Linked DNA regions of Mus musculus: all the other regions are linked to region 1. A link is a contact called in public ChIA-PET and promoter capture Hi-C data. All regions are on one chromosome and are shown on one strand. The core of a region is the stretch at or near the end of the contact, and the rest is flanking DNA. Distances in the headings are between cores, read along the strand shown. Region 1 holds the start of Zdhhc7 (zinc finger, DHHC domain containing 7). Region 2 has its middle 35 kb from the start of Gm32968. Region 3 overlaps Usp10 (ubiquitin specific peptidase 10).

What was found. Promoter capture Hi-C pulls out the DNA fragments that hold promoters and counts their contacts. ChIA-PET counts read pairs in DNA pulled down with a chosen protein or histone mark.
Region 2: a contact with region 1 is called in a promoter capture Hi-C map of neural stem cells. The contact joins the enhancer-like site here to the promoter of Zdhhc7 in region 1. A contact is called at or near these places in 2 of 39 promoter capture datasets (liver and neural stem cells), 2 of 484 Hi-C or Micro-C datasets (the N1E-115 cell line and nephron progenitors), 2 of 115 datasets of contacts at active chromatin or transcription factors (both in embryonic stem cells) and 1 of 9 other capture datasets (pancreatic islet).
Region 3: a contact with region 1 is called in an RNA polymerase II ChIA-PET map of effector CD8 T cells, with 27 read pairs. The contact joins the enhancer-like site here to the promoter of Zdhhc7 in region 1. A contact is called at or near these places in 10 of 39 promoter capture datasets (the 3T3-L1 cell line, 3T3-L1-derived adipocytes, the C10 cell line and 7 more), 1 of 15 datasets of contacts at CTCF or cohesin (CD8 T cells), 20 of 484 Hi-C or Micro-C datasets (the C2C12 cell line, CD8 T cells, the CH12 cell line and 16 more), 34 of 115 datasets of contacts at active chromatin or transcription factors (the 230-238 cell line, the HPC-7 cell line, the SCID.adh cell line and 26 more) and 3 of 9 other capture datasets (adipose tissue, liver and pancreatic islet).

Annotation. Positions count from the first base shown.
Region 1 is chr8:120,099,208-120,103,915 of GRCm38.p6, forward strand. It overlaps Zdhhc7 (zinc finger, DHHC domain containing 7), which reads right to left and starts at 2,265. Exons shown (of 8, transcript NM_133967.3): 1 at 1,885-2,265.
Region 2 is chr8:120,290,703-120,295,410 of GRCm38.p6, forward strand. It overlaps a transcript of Gse1 not described here. Among named protein-coding and RNA genes, the nearest start is that of Gm32968, 35 kb to the right of the region's middle. RefSeq lists an enhancer at 1,310-4,091. Within about 2 kb of position 1,874, at least 75 of the 459 cell types and tissues checked have an H3K27ac peak or open chromatin away from gene starts, as enhancers often do. A contact at or near this core is called in the N1E-115 cell line, neural stem cells and pancreatic islet, where this site is marked.
Region 3 is chr8:119,944,636-119,949,343 of GRCm38.p6, forward strand. Usp10 (ubiquitin specific peptidase 10) reads left to right here. Exons shown (of 14, transcript NM_009462.2): 5 at 2,440-2,531; 6 at 3,066-3,175; 7 at 3,783-3,838; 8 at 4,044-4,147. Among named protein-coding and RNA genes, the nearest start is that of Usp10, 37 kb to the left of the region's middle. Within about 2 kb of position 1,831, at least 38 of the 459 cell types and tissues checked have an H3K27ac peak or open chromatin away from gene starts, as enhancers often do. A contact at or near this core is called in CD8 T cells, DN3 thymocytes, T-cell acute lymphoblastic leukemia and 2 more, where this site is marked.

The sequences.
Region 1 (4,708 bases), core at 1,015-3,514:
CATGTTACGGGTTTTGTTTTGTTTTGTTTTTTGTTTTCCAAGACAGGGTTTCTCTTCTGTGTAGCCCTGGCTGTCCTGGCACTCACTCTGTAGACCAGGCTGGCCTTGAACTTAGAGATCTGCCTGCCTCGGCCTCCCAGGTGTTGGAATTAAAGGCATGTGCCACCACCGCCCAGCACATATGTTACTTCAATAATCAAAACATTACTTTGAAGAAATATTCCTCAAAAGCTGCCTCTAGTAAATCATTACGTGTCACTGCTCGGCAGGTACCGAAGCTAGGAAGCTCTGGGGTGATGAAAAACCACTTCCAATGCACCCAAGAGGTCCCTTTTGTAGGGACTGACTTCGTCTCCTTTCCGCAGGTGAAGAAAGAGCAATCATACTGTCTTATATCACTGACACTCAAGTGAGAAAGTAATAATTTCAATGAGAGTACACAATCTTGCCTGTCCTTTCACTTCACATACACTTCTGAACTGAGGACCACCCCATTAGCTTGGGTCCTTTCCCATCTTGTTTTGCTTTGCTTGGGGTAGGTCCGAACTTTCAATCCTCTCACCTCTACCTCTTGGATGCTGGGGCTATACCTGCCTTCTCTTCCATTCTTAAAAAGGGCTTGATTTTAAGGCATGATGAGCAGCAAAGCCACAGAGTTCTAATTTGTTTGTTTGTTGTTGTTGTTTTGAGACATGGTTTCTCTGTGTTGCCCTCACTGTCCTGGAACTCACTCTGTAGAACAGGCTGGCCTTGAACTCAGAAATCCTCCTGTCTCTGCCTCCCAAATGCTGGGATTAAAGGTGTGCACCCATTACATCCAGCTTAGAGTTTTATTTTTAAGTATATCAACCGACCAAGCGCCCAGACACTCAAGAGTCAAGTGCTGTTGAACAAATTCTGAGTGAAATTATCTCTTCACTTTTTCCCACTCTCAGCCCAGAAGCCAGTAACTCCTTACCAGTAACTCCACAGAGTACACAACACAGTTTCAACACCCCCAACCTGTCTATTTTGTGCAACGTTCAAAAAATGAAATTAACACTCCCATTAGCCCATTTTGTAAAATACCTCCAAGAACCTTTCTCTTTAACCACTTCTGCAGGGGCAAGTATCACAAGGTATCTTTTTTTGTTGTTGTTTCTAAATGTAGCATGAATTAAGTGAAAGTTATAAACAACTTTGGAAAGATCAGAGTGGTGTGCTGGGCAGATTTACCAAGAAATATAAATGACCTCTCTCCCAAGGCAGTAAAATAAACACAAGTGTACTCCCTCACTAAGGGGACTGATTGCAAAGCAGACTGTAGCTTGGATTTGGACAGCGCCACACACACCAGTGAAAGCCGCTACAGTGCAGACTGCTGCAACTATGACTACTCCAATTTAATTGCCACAATAAACTGGCTGTTCACGAGCTAATAAAATGTGCCTATTTAATAGCTAGAAGGGACTTAGTTCTAGAAATAATGACAGCTCAATAGAGTTGAACCTTATTGCCCTGAAAGCTGACCCGATTATCCCAGATGCCCTTCCGGGTAACTACCCTCCTAACACCATGGCCAGGGGCAGGGGGGAAGAGAAGGGAGACCGGCAAAGAACAGAAGAGTCCCGCTAAAGAGAGACAACAGAGGCCTTGGGAAGACAGACCTGCGACGAAGCATGACCATAAAAAAACTTGACAGCTCGCAGACCGGTGACAGCACTTTATGACAGCCACCCTGACGTTAGCTCTGGAGCGCCCAAGGTCAGGCAAAAGGCTGCAGGTGCAAATGGGGCTCGATCCTGCGGGGTCCGCAGAGGAGACTGGAGAGCCCCCGAGGGGACCGCAGCGCGGAGGCGGCGGGGAGCCGCCCGGGGTCGCGGCCGCCGCTCTCCCCGCACTCACCCGAGGCCCGGGCGGGGTCGCCCAGTGCTGAGGCTCCTGGTGGCCGGCGGCTGCAACGGCGCGGGCGGCGACGCATCATGCGGCAGCGCTCATGGCCGGGCCGGGTGGACCCGGATCCGGCTCGGTTCCGCGCTGCTCGGGCCGGCCGGGCCGGTGGGCGAGAGGCAGCAGCCCCAGCAGAAGCGGGAGCCCGACGCCGAACTGGCACAGCCGAGCCGAACGACCCCGGAACTGGACCAGGCCGAGGTCAAGACGCTGCGCCTGCGTCCTTCCGGTCGCGCCGCCCGGGGCTTCCGGGAGGCGGATCGCGGGGAGGCTCTGGCGATTTCATCCAAGACCGGGCTTCCAAGAACTCGGCGGTTCTTGGAGGAGAGGCAGCAGCATCTACGGCAAGACTACTAAACGGAGATCCCCCGGGAAGGGTGGCCCGGAAGAGAAATCAGTGCCTACGGGGCGCCGCGAGGGCCACGCCGCGTTGCCGTTCGAGAGCACTCGATAAGGCTTCCCGCCGCACCATACATAGATGAAGTTTGTGGCGACTCCGATTCTCTTTTTAAGGATGTCGGTGCCAGGTGGAGGAGGGAGAACTACGGAGATGAAGGATAGAGGCGCGGGGGTGGAAGCAACTGAGCCAGAGGGCGTTTGGGAGCCCGAGGCAGCGCCCTGGACCGGAGATGGGACTCCTGGGTCCAGGCTTGCACACCTCCATGCCCAGGTCGCTGGAGCGTCGCTGCGACCCCTTCCTGATGACCGGCCAGAGTTTTGCGGAGGTAGAAACGAGTGTTTTTATAACCTTCACCCGTCCCCTGCCTCTTGAGTCCCCTGACAGACTTAGCACAATTTGTCCAGGGCAGAGAAGTGTTTGGTAGTTAAACTGGCAAACGCAAGGTGTGCTGTGATACTAAAAAGGGCTATAATGACAGCTCCGGGATCTAGCCCATTGGGGTACGCACGCCATCTTCGCTGGGTTTCCTGTCCCCGCGCCCAGAAACTGCTATTCGAGCCAGATTTTTGGAAATAAGGGTGCATTAGATTAACTGCTCCAAAATTACAGCTTTTAAGTTTAGGCATGGAAGTGCACGCCTAAGTCCCAGCACTCAGGAGGCTGAGGCAGGAGGATTCGGAGTTCGAGACCACTCTAGACTATATAGTAATGCCATCTTGAAAAAAAAAAAAGCATCTTTTGGGTTTGAAAAATTATGGTTACATCTTTTTAATCTTATTTAATTCTTTCTTTAATTCTTATGTCTGTGGGTGTTCTGCCCGCATATATATATCTGTGTACCACGTGCATGCTCGAGGAGGGCATTTAGATACCCTGGAACTGGCGTAAGCAGTTTTGAGTTGGCTTATGGGTGCTAAGAAACCAAACCTAGGTTTTCTGGAAGGACCACCTCTAAGCAGACTCGCAGGCTCTGTAGCCCCTTTTGTGGTTACGTCTTGTGCATCCATATACTCACTATGGTACCAACCTTTCAGGTGCCTCTTGTTTGGCCTGCCCTAGGTAGCTATTTCCTCAGGATGGAAAGCGGGGCTCAGGACACCCATAAGACCCGGGAGGTCTTGTGGATCATGTAAGGAGTACACTGTTGCTGGTTAGAGGAGACTTTCTGGAGCCTTGCAGGCTGTGTCATGAGCATGTTTTCCCATGCTAGGGTGGACTTCTCAGTGTTGGCAATGCCTCAGTTACCCATACACCTCTAAATAGCCATGCACTTGTAGGTAACCCCGATGAGCTTAGCAGTTCACTGAGGCGGACCTGAATGGAATTGAGGCAGAATAGAAAGACAGGGACTTCAAGGACCCTGGGAACAGAAAAAAGCCCTCACCCTGACCTTTCTTGCTCGCTGAGAGTTAAGAAACCAGCAAGATTGATAAAGGCAGTATTGCCTCCAGAGACAGTGTGTTTTCCTCAAGACAACACAAACAGGATGTTAAAAACAGGAAATAAATTGTGCACACTCACGGTCAGATTGTTTGTGCGGATCTAGCTTAGCTAAATAATAAAAGCACCTTACTCAGCAAGAGACCCTGTCTTGAAAAATCCCCCATCCCTTGAGGACCTCTGGCCTTGGAGTACCCAGGCAGACATACAAATGCACACACACACACATACACACACACACAAGAATAAAATATAAGCTTGACTTGGAGATGGCTGGAGAGGTGGCTCTGTAATTAATAGCACTTGCTGCTTTTGCAGAGGACCCATGTATGGTTCCCAATACTCACACAATAGCTCACAACTATCTGAGCTACAGTTCCAGGGGACATGATGCCCTCCTCTGACCTTGGAGGCGCATGCTGCACATTCATACATACATACATACATACATGTGTGCAAAACACTCATATACATAAAATTAAAAAAATTTTTTTAAGTTACCAGCTCATGTATTTTACTTAACATTAACTTATGTAATTAGTTATTTTGAGGCAGGATCTCATATAGCCCGGGTTAGCCTCAGACTTACCATGAAGCCTGGGGTTCCATCCCCTGTACTGAATAACCTTGGTAGTGGTCATGATAACTCATGCTTGTAGTTTCAACGCTTGGAAAGTGAAGGTGGGAAGATCAGAAGTTCAAGGCCATCCTCCTTTACAAAATGTTAAGCTTTGATTACTCTTGAAAGCTTATAAACTGCATCTTTTGAAGAATGTGACTTAACAGGCTGTAGGTTGCTATGTGCGGCCATTGTGAAGACAGCTAAGTACGACTTCCTGGAAAAAGCCCACACACCCATCATGAGACTGTATTATCCTTCTCCTCTGTGACTGTCTCCATACTTAATAAAGTCACTAGCTTTGCTTCTGTTCGGTTCAT
Region 2 (4,708 bases), core at 624-3,123, 190 kb after region 1:
TCTTTAGGAGTATTTGCAGTGCTAGGAGCAGAAGCCAAGGTGTCGCCCGCTGTGCTAGGCAAGCATCGCTCTGCTTAAATGACACGCGATGGCAAACCTCAGCTCTGAGTTGTACCGCTGAGTTTCAAGTGCCCCTTTATCCACGGGTGGCTGGCAGTGGTGGTGGCAACGGCTGCTGCCTTGGATAGTGCTGATCTAGAACAGTCTGCTGTTAACGGGCGTACTACTAGCTGGCTCCGCTCTTGGGCATGTAGGTCTTTGGTCTGGTGTGGGCAGGACAGGGGGAAGTCAGCGATGCAAGGCAGGTAGTTTCTATGTTAGTTTTAGAGTTTGAAAAGAGTGTTCTGGAACAGTCAGTGTTGGGAGCTTATTTGTGTTTTTTGTTTTTTGTTTGTTGTTTTGGTTTTTTTGTTTTTGTTTTTAAATCCAGGTCTCAGACACAGCACATGATGTGACTGGTTTTGTATGCATTTATAAGTTGGTTAGTATACTGACTGCTTTTGTGTGTCAACTTGACACAAGCTGGGTTATCACAGAGAAAGGAGCCTCCCTTGAGGAAATGCCTCCATTAGATCCAGCTGTAAGGCATTTTCTCAATTAGTGATCAAGGGGGGAGAGCCCCTTGTGGGTGGTACCATCCCTGGCCTGGTGGTCCTGGGTTCTATAAGAGAGCAAGGTGAGCAAGCCAGGAGAAGCAAGCCAGTAAAGAACATCCCTCCATGGCCTCTGCATCAGCTCCTGCTTCCTGACCTGCTTGAGTTCCAGTCCTGACTTTATTTGGTGATAAACAGCAGTGTGGAAAGTGTAAGCTGAATAAACCCTTTCCTCTCCAACTTGCTTCTTGGTCATGATGCAGGAATTGAAACCCTGACCAAGACAGTTAGTAAGCCTTAAAAGATGAACAAAATGGCGTCCCGGGCAAGCATCTTGTAGACTGTCTTCATCAATACAGAAGAAGAGACTGGAGTCAGGTCCTGTCCCTAAAGCGTCAGGAGCTGTCCTCTCCAGCCCCAGCTGGGCAGGGTAGCCATGGGTGCCCGGGGAACCGTGGGCCCTCCTCTCCTCCTGCGCCTCCTTTGCTTGGTTACAGAACAGATGGAGTGAGGGCCTTGGCTGAGGAGCTGGGCGCAATGTACATGGCGCAGCAGGGAGGCCTGGCCAGGAGCGAGGACTGCCTCAGCCACTTTAGGGAAGGGCAGAGAGACAGAGGTGGGCCTTAAGTTTGCTCCCCGGTCTCCCAGCAGGATGACCTGCAGTGGGATGCCTGTGACAGGAGCAGGGTCGTTTCTGTGGCCAGCAGTTCCCTGCTGTGATGACCTTGGAGCTAGGCACTAGATTCTTGAGTGGCCTCAGGTGACAACAAGGAAGGGCTCTTCCGTGGCCACTTCTTGGGCCTTCCTGGGCCACATGCCAGGAGGTAGAGCCTCCTGAGGCTCCGTGAAAGGGTATTCCTGGAGCCTGTTTGTACTCCATTTCTTAGAGTGACCCTCACCAAGGAAGGCTGGCCCTATAGGTAAAGAAGTGGGTTAGGCACCTTGGCTTCCAAGTAGGGAGGGATCCTAAGCCAACTCTTTCTCAACAAGGGAGTGAGTGGGGGCTGACCCGGGGGACAAAGGTAAAGTCACCCTACTTGGGTGACTGCCCTGTGGGGGCCCCACACTGCCCTTTAAGCACCTGCCCTTCATTAACACTCATGGGCCTGAGTCCCAACCCCACGTGGCCTGTGCCCAGCTGCCTGATCCTCTCCCGGAGGAACCCACGCCTGCTGTTCCATGCCCCCTCAACTCCTGCCAGCTGGCTGCTGTGTTGTTGCCATGGTGATCTTTGAGAATGTCAGTGGGTGCAGGTTCTCTTCATCTCTACAGGCCAGAGCCTCTTGTGGGAGGCCCATGGGTTGCCAGGCAGACGGGGAACTGTCAGAGGGTCAGAGATCCTAAGGCTCTGGAGCCCAGGCTGACTTTTGATTTGCTCTGGGGGGCTGCCAGGGCTCAGGGCCAAGAATGGGGGGGCAGGTGGCCAAGGAGTGGCCCTGGGGGCCAGGCCGGAGACCAGTGAGCAGCAGCAACTGGGGACAGGGTACCTGGGTAGCTAGGGTATCTTAGGGGACTTCATGACACTCTTCTGAGCAGCCTCACTGTGTGCTGAGCCTGCCCTACTATGAGCTGCGCTTTGTTCTACTGTGTGTTCTGTTCTGCCCAACTGTCTGGTACACCTGTGAGTTAGAGAGTCCCACAACTAAAGGCTGTGTCTCTACTGTGAAGAGACACAGATCTAACAGCAGCCAGTGAGGCACAGAGAGGGCAAGCAACTGGCTTGGTGCTGCAGCAAAGAAGGAGCCTTGTCTGGGGCTGTCTCACCGTGGAAGCATCTGGCATGGTCATCGTAGGATGAACAGTGACAGGGTATAAAAATGCAGGGCTGTGTGGTCCTGCTAGAAGTTATGTGGGTCCCACAGGAGATCCAGAGGTGGTTCTGGGGGTGACTCCAGCTCCCTATTGCGTATACAGTGACTGTCACCAGTGAAGGTGACAGGAGACTAGAGATGGTGAACCCCTGTAAGCACAGGACCAGGCTTTAGGAAGGGCTAGGCAACGCTGCTTTCTCAGGGTTGTGCCTGCAGAGGCTGAATGTCTTCCCACGCTAGGCCCACCCGCGGAAGAGCCACAGCAGCCCTCTGCCCCTCCAGGAGCACATGGGGCTGAAGCAGTCTTCTCATGGGCCTGATCACATGTGGCCGTAACCTTAAAGACCTTGCTTCTCAAGTCAAGCAGATCAACTCACCCGGCTTCTCCAGAAGGGGCGGGTTTCCACAGCAACAAGGTAACTAACCCACAGGGCCTTTGTGGTCTCCAGAGAGCTGCCTGGGCGCTGGATGCTAGCCTGTTCTCTGCTCTGCTTACCCGGTGCATACTGCAAAGATCTGTCCTGACATCCTGTGGTCATAGGGACTCAGGGCTATGGGCAGAAAGATATGGGGTTTCTGTGTCTGTTTATCTCAGGAGTGTCTGTGATCAGGCCTCCTGCTGCAAAATGAAAAGGAGGTGAGGCCTGGCCTGCATCCTCAGGGAGAATCAGCCAAGGGTAAGCATAGCCTGGGGTATCCACCTAAGAAGTCACTCTTGCTGGAGATTCCTGATGCCCTCATAGTGACAGTCACCTCCTCCCCTTTACAGGCTCGAGGCTCAGCAAGTGAGAGACCTGCCCGTGGTCACATAGCTGGGGCAGAAACAGGAACTCCAGAGCCACTGTGCCCCCTACCCCCCACTGTCACTCAGAAGAGCCCAGTGCAGAGTCTGCCCTTCTGAAAAAACTGGCAGAGGCTAATTGTGCTTTGTGGCTCTCCTGTGTCTGCCCTCCCTGACGAGCGAGTGGCAGACAGGCGTCCTCTGCCTCCACGGGCTGCCCAGCCTCTTGTCAGTGAGCCGTCTTTGAACACAACTCCTTTTATCGCATGGTGACACACGGTGGCAGAGGGTGACCGGGTGAGATTGCTGGGGAGGGGGGGGACAGGCCTGTGCTTCGCTCATGACAGCTAATTAGCGCACGTCTCTGCACCAGCCTCTGGTGTGGCAGGCTTGTTGATGTGAGGTAGTCTGTAAAGGCCTCTGAGGAAGTAGGCAGTGGCAAGCCAGCTCAGGGCCAGTCCATCAGACCCTTGTTGGTCAGAGGCGAGCAAGGTCAGATCAACCAGGGCCTGAACCCCACTGGGCCTGTAAATGGCAGGTTCTAGACCGCCAAGTTCCTCTGCAATGAGGACAGAGCTGAAAGACCACAATCCATAGAGAGTCCTGAATTTCTGCAGAAGATAAGCTCGTATTGGGCCTGGAGCACACAGCTAAGCACAGAAAACAGGTGTCTGAGGGTCACCAAATCCCAGAGGCCTTGAGGGTCATGTCATATAAGTGAGGAGCCACTGGGGCCAAGCCAAGAGGCGTCAGCCAGTCTCAGGGTGACAGTGAAGGGCTGAGTCTCTGCACCCCGGCCGTGGCATTTGGAGGCCTAGTCTTTGCTGTGTTGGGAGGGTTTATAATGTGAACTCTGGCTGTTGGGAATGAAGGATTCCAGGCTGTGGCACTGGCTCCGAGGGAAGAAGTAGGTGGCTACTGTGGGGAGGGAGACGCAGCCCACCTATGCCAGGAGTTCCTTGTAGGAGGAGGGAACTGTTGGCTACCTAGCACCCTGGGGCTGTATGATCCCTTCCTGATCCAACGGAGGCCCCGGGTGTGTGTCACACCATAATGCGGAGCTTACTGGGGAAACTGAGGCCTAAAGAGTGAGGGATGAGTGTTAGGGCCACAGGGCATGATCTCCTCTGTCAGCCCCCACCTCTGACAGTGACTCAGAATTCTCCACCCAGCAAGGAGGGACTGTAGATTGCAGCTGAGGCCCAAGCTCCAGGCTTAGCATTGGCCCCACAATGGCTCCATCCACCCATGGGGCAGGATGCTCCTGCTGAGGGCTCCCATCTCCTTGTGTTCCCACCATCAAGTGGTATCCGGGTTATGCCCACTTCACAGATGGCAAGGCGGTGGTGGGACGTGCATCACTGTCACACCGCGGGCAGAAATGGCGCTGTCTCCCAATGCTGCCCTTCTGCCCCTTTAAGGAAGAAGGGAGGGGCACCCGGAGGTCCTGGTAGATTAGAAACGGTCTGTCGGACTCCTGACCTGACCCCCAGTGGGTGCATGCGTGCTTAGAGGCCCTAGGT
Region 3 (4,708 bases), core at 581-3,080, 160 kb before region 1:
CTAGAAGAGGACCATGCAGAAATGAGCCTTGAACATGTGGTTTCCCAGTTGGGAAGGAGTTGATTAGAGCTGGCTTCAGATTGGATTGCATTCTCCTGTGTCACCTGTGGGAGCCCCCAGGCTGTTGAGGTCACTCTGGTCCACAGAGGTTTGTTCTAGGGCTTAGCGCAACCCGCTTACCCAATTCCCTTTTGAAAAGGAATTAGCTCTGTCACATGTGGTGCTGGGTTCTTTTTTACACTGATGCAGCACACCCACACCACTAGTCTTACGGTGTGTGTGTTTTCACGTATGTGTGAGTGGGTGTGCATGCTTGCCAAAGGCATCTCGTGGTGTCAGAGTCAGCTTTTAGGGAGCAAGGTCTTACTTTCACCTATCTTGTCTTTAAAGCAGTGTCTTTTGTTTCTGCCACTTCACTGCATACTGTACCCAGGTCAGGTACCCACAAATTTGGGGAGATTCTCGCCTTAGCCTGCAGTCTCTCTGTAGCCCTGGAACTAACTTGCTGTGTAGTGATCATGAACTCCTGATGCCCACCGTTGCCTCCGAAGTGCCGGGATTACAGGCAAGCGTCATCACATAGGTCTCTCATTTTTTAAAAATGTGGCCCAGTCAGTGCCCGTGCCAAAGCAGGTGTGAATATCATGGTACCCCACCCCTTCCGACCTTCAACTGACGCAAGAAGGCTTTGCCTTCACTAGGAAAACAGAATTTTCTCCGCCCATGTGGCTCTAACTCCTGGGCCAGGCATCCCACTGAGCAGTGTACACTGGCTTCCACCTTCTTACCCAGATCTCTGGCTTGCTTCTTCATATTGATACCATTAGTCTGCACCCTGAACCTGAAGGTTGTGCGTGACCGTGGGAGTATTGGGACTGCAGCACGCTGATACCTATGTGTAAGTCGCCATTCAGTGTTCATACTTCCTGCTGTCCTTTATGTTACTCCGGATAGACAGACACCTTTCCCCCACTGCCTATTTTCTGATGTCTGCGCCTCCAGTCATCTAGCTGTTCTCTTGGTATATCTGTAGGTGAAGCATACTCCCCAGACTCTTTTACAGTCTGTGGTGCTGTCCGGGACAGTGAGCCCTTCATTACCTGTCTGAGCTGGCCTGGAGCGGGGCTAGTTGCAGGCTTGGGTGCACGCGGGATGCATTAGCTGTTCTTACAGAGGTCAGCCATGGTAGGAAGACCTAGCTTCTAATTCTGTAAAAGCTTGCCACACCGTTGATGGCTGCTGTAGAGCCTGTGGTGTTGCTTTGGGGTGTGTTTTTGTTTGAACACACAGGTTTGGAGGTTACTGTGATCATTGCTGTACTATGGATCCTTGTTTAGCCCAAGAACAGGTGGCAGAAGGCAGTGGGAGGGGGAAAGAGGGCGTCCCGCCTTACATAATATTTAAAAACATTTCTTCCTTAGACTTATTTGTTCCTTCTGTGCTTGCAAGCATGTTTGTGTGTATGTACAAGTGTGTGTGCTTGTGAGGTCAGGCTGTGGAAGTTGGTTGTGTTTCTACCACAAGGGGCTGTGAACTCAGATCATCAGGCCTGGCAGCAAGTGCTAGGAACGGCTGAGCCCACCAGGTAGACCCACAGTTGTATCTGGCTCAGTGCTGTGACTTCAGTTTTCTCATCTGTAAGAGGAGGTGTCAGAGTCCCTTTTTGGCAGAGTTATGACTATGCAGTTGAGTGTTACTGGACAGCTCCAGGACTGGTGGGAGCTGTCAGCATGCGTCTTCCTGTCTTAGATCTGCACACCTTTCACTAAGGGGCTGCTCTCAGTGGCTGTGTCTGGTGCTTCTCTGGAGCCTGTAATGGTTTAGTTTCTCAGATAAAGTGATCTATGGGAGCCACATCAAGCCACCCACTGTGCTTCCTCAGCTTACAGCTTTCTTAAAGCTGTAAAAAAGTGGTTTCCGGGGTGTCAGGAGAGAAGCCCCACCCACTTCTGAATGGAGTGAGGAGTTAGTGGACCAATGGCTGATCTCACTTCCATGATTGGCAGGAGCTGCTGCTGTCACTTAATACTCGGCCATTGAGCGCCCACTGTGGTCTGCCGGGTTTTCTGGGAGCCCGGTGGCACACTCCTGCCCCACAGTCCCTTTGAAGCTGGTATCCAGAGGACTTAGCAGCTGGTGAAGCATGCTGTCAGCCTTGGTGGGGATGCCAGTGTCTTCCACCTCCGCTCTCTGCTGCTAGCTATTGTGTCGGTGTCTCTGGCCATGGAGCGTCCTAGTGTAAACTGAGAGGATAACTGTAAATGTTGATGTTCAAGACAACTGCCCCCCACCCCTGCACCCCAACTTAGTAACAAAGCGGTGCTAAGTGAAGGCTTTCGGAGGACACGCTCTTCTGAAGGACTCTCAGCACTTCAGAAACGCCGTGCATGGATTCTGACTGCAATGTTAATGTCTTCATTTGCTTCTTCACTCTTGCAGAGTTATTGGAGACTGTAACCCTAATACATAAGCCAGTGTCATTGCAACCCCGTGGGCTGATCAATAAAGGAAACTGGTGCTACATTAATGCCGTATCCTTCCTGGCTGCCAACCCTGCGCCTGGCCACCATGCCCACTCTCCCGTCTGGGTGTGTTTGATTGCCGCAGCGTCCCCAGGGCTGCCGGCCTGCGCTCTGAGCACGGAGACTGGGCCATCACTCTGCCTGCCTCATGGTCGGTGGTACTCTGGAGCCTCTCCGCCCTCTGTCCGAGGATTGATCTGTTGGCTTATGAAGGGTAGAGTCGGGCATGTTCTATTCTCATTGGAGTGGTGGTAGACAGTAGGACAGAATGGCCGCGTAGAACTAGAGGCTTTGCTCTAACTAGTGGGAGTGTTTTGTTCAGCTAGCTAGGCTCTTGAGTGTCCTGCAGCCGGCCGACAGAGAGAGGATCCTTACATGGCCTTTACAAGGCAGCTGTCTTCTCATGTGGTTTACTCCTCTTTGTGTTTACATATCCACGTAGCTGAGTGTCCTTGGCTTATCTTTTTTTTTTTTTTACGTGCCTTTTAGAAAAGTTCCTCTGTGTCTGTTTCATTTCCTTTACACTTCCTTACCGACATTTAGACCCTGCAGGCATTGGTGGCTTGCCCTCCGATGTATCACCTGATGAAGTTCATTCCTCTGTACTCAAAAGTGCAGCGGCCTTGCACATCAACGCCCATGATAGATAGCTTGTAAGTAAAGCGCTCGCACACGTGCCAGTGGTCGGGGGCTCTCCCTGCGGTGATGGGAACGAGCGGTTTGGCCGAGCAGGTGCTCCCGGGGCTGACGCCAGCTCTCAGTTCTTGATTTGCTACAGACGAGTGCTCCACCATCTCCCCCGCCCTGCTCTTAAGTTCATGTGAATGCGTGCTTTGCCTGCATACATGTAAGGGCACATGCCACGTGTGGGCAGTGGCGGTCAGAAGACTTTGGACCCCCTGAACCTGGAATTACAGCTACTTGTGAGCTGGCAGTGGGTATTGAGAACTGAACCCTGGTCCCTTGTAAGAGCAACAAGTCTCTGAACTCCAGCCTCTGGAATTCTCCTTTAAAGGGAGATGTTGTTGGGATTTTCTATGGAAGTTGATGTGGAATATAACTGGAGAGTTTGCTGCCCTTCAGATTCCGTAGGAAACCCCGTACTGTTTACCAGCTTAAAATGCCATCTGGAAATGGTCCCATAACATGTGTAGATTTTAACATAAGAGCTCCTGGGTGCTGTTCTAGCTGCTGGTTAATGTGCCACCGTGCCCAGGCCTGCTCCTAACGTGAGTTCTGCTTTGCTCTTTCTCCATCTAGTGTTCGGCTCATGAATGAGTTCACTAACATGCCAGTGCCTCCCAAACCCCGCCAAGGTGAGTCAGAGCTCGCGCCGGGATAGGCGCCTTGTCACTGGGGACACGGAGCGAGGGGGTGGCGTGTGGTGAATGTGTGGTCTTACTGAAAAAAGTGTCTATTTAAACCAAGGTGTTTTCCCCGTGTGATGGGAGTTTGGGTGGATTTGCTTTCACCTCTCTGTGGTCTCTTTACTTACCAGAATCTTCTGTTTTTTTCTTGCAGCTCTCGGGGATAAAATCGTGAGAGATATCCGCCCAGGGGCTGCCTTTGAACCCACATACATATACAGACTCCTGACAGTCATCAAGTCGAGCCTGTCTGAAAAGGTCTGGGGTGCTCTGTGGTTGCTATGGAAACTGCTCCCAAGAACTGGGGGAGGGGACCATGCCTACGTCCTAGAGCATAGGGGCCAAGGCAAGAGGATCTCTGGGAAGCTAAGCCTAGCCTGCTACAGAGCAAGTTGTAGATGACCCTGAAGTGGCTGTTGGCGCATGCCTCGAGCTGTGACTTGGTGGGGTGAGAACTGGGTGAGGTTTATGGTGGAGACACTCAATGACTTAACACGTGCCAGTTACCCACATTTAATAGCATTGAGACCCAAGGACGGAGTCTCACTGGCTCTGCCAGCCTGTGAATCCACCGCTGATGGGCAGAGCCTGGCTTCTGAGTCTGACCCTTGTTGCTGCAATGTGCTTGAGTGGGGGGGGGGGGGTTCCTCCTCGTCCTGGAGTGCTCCGCCTCCATCTTAGTCCTGCTCAGGCTACAGCAGTGAGTCCATCAACTCAGCCATTGTAGCCTGGCTTTTCCTAAAATCCTGCTAGCAGGTAACTAAGGGCAGGTGAGCGGGTGGGCAGGCAGGCGGGCAGGCGGGCAGGCGAGCGAGCCAG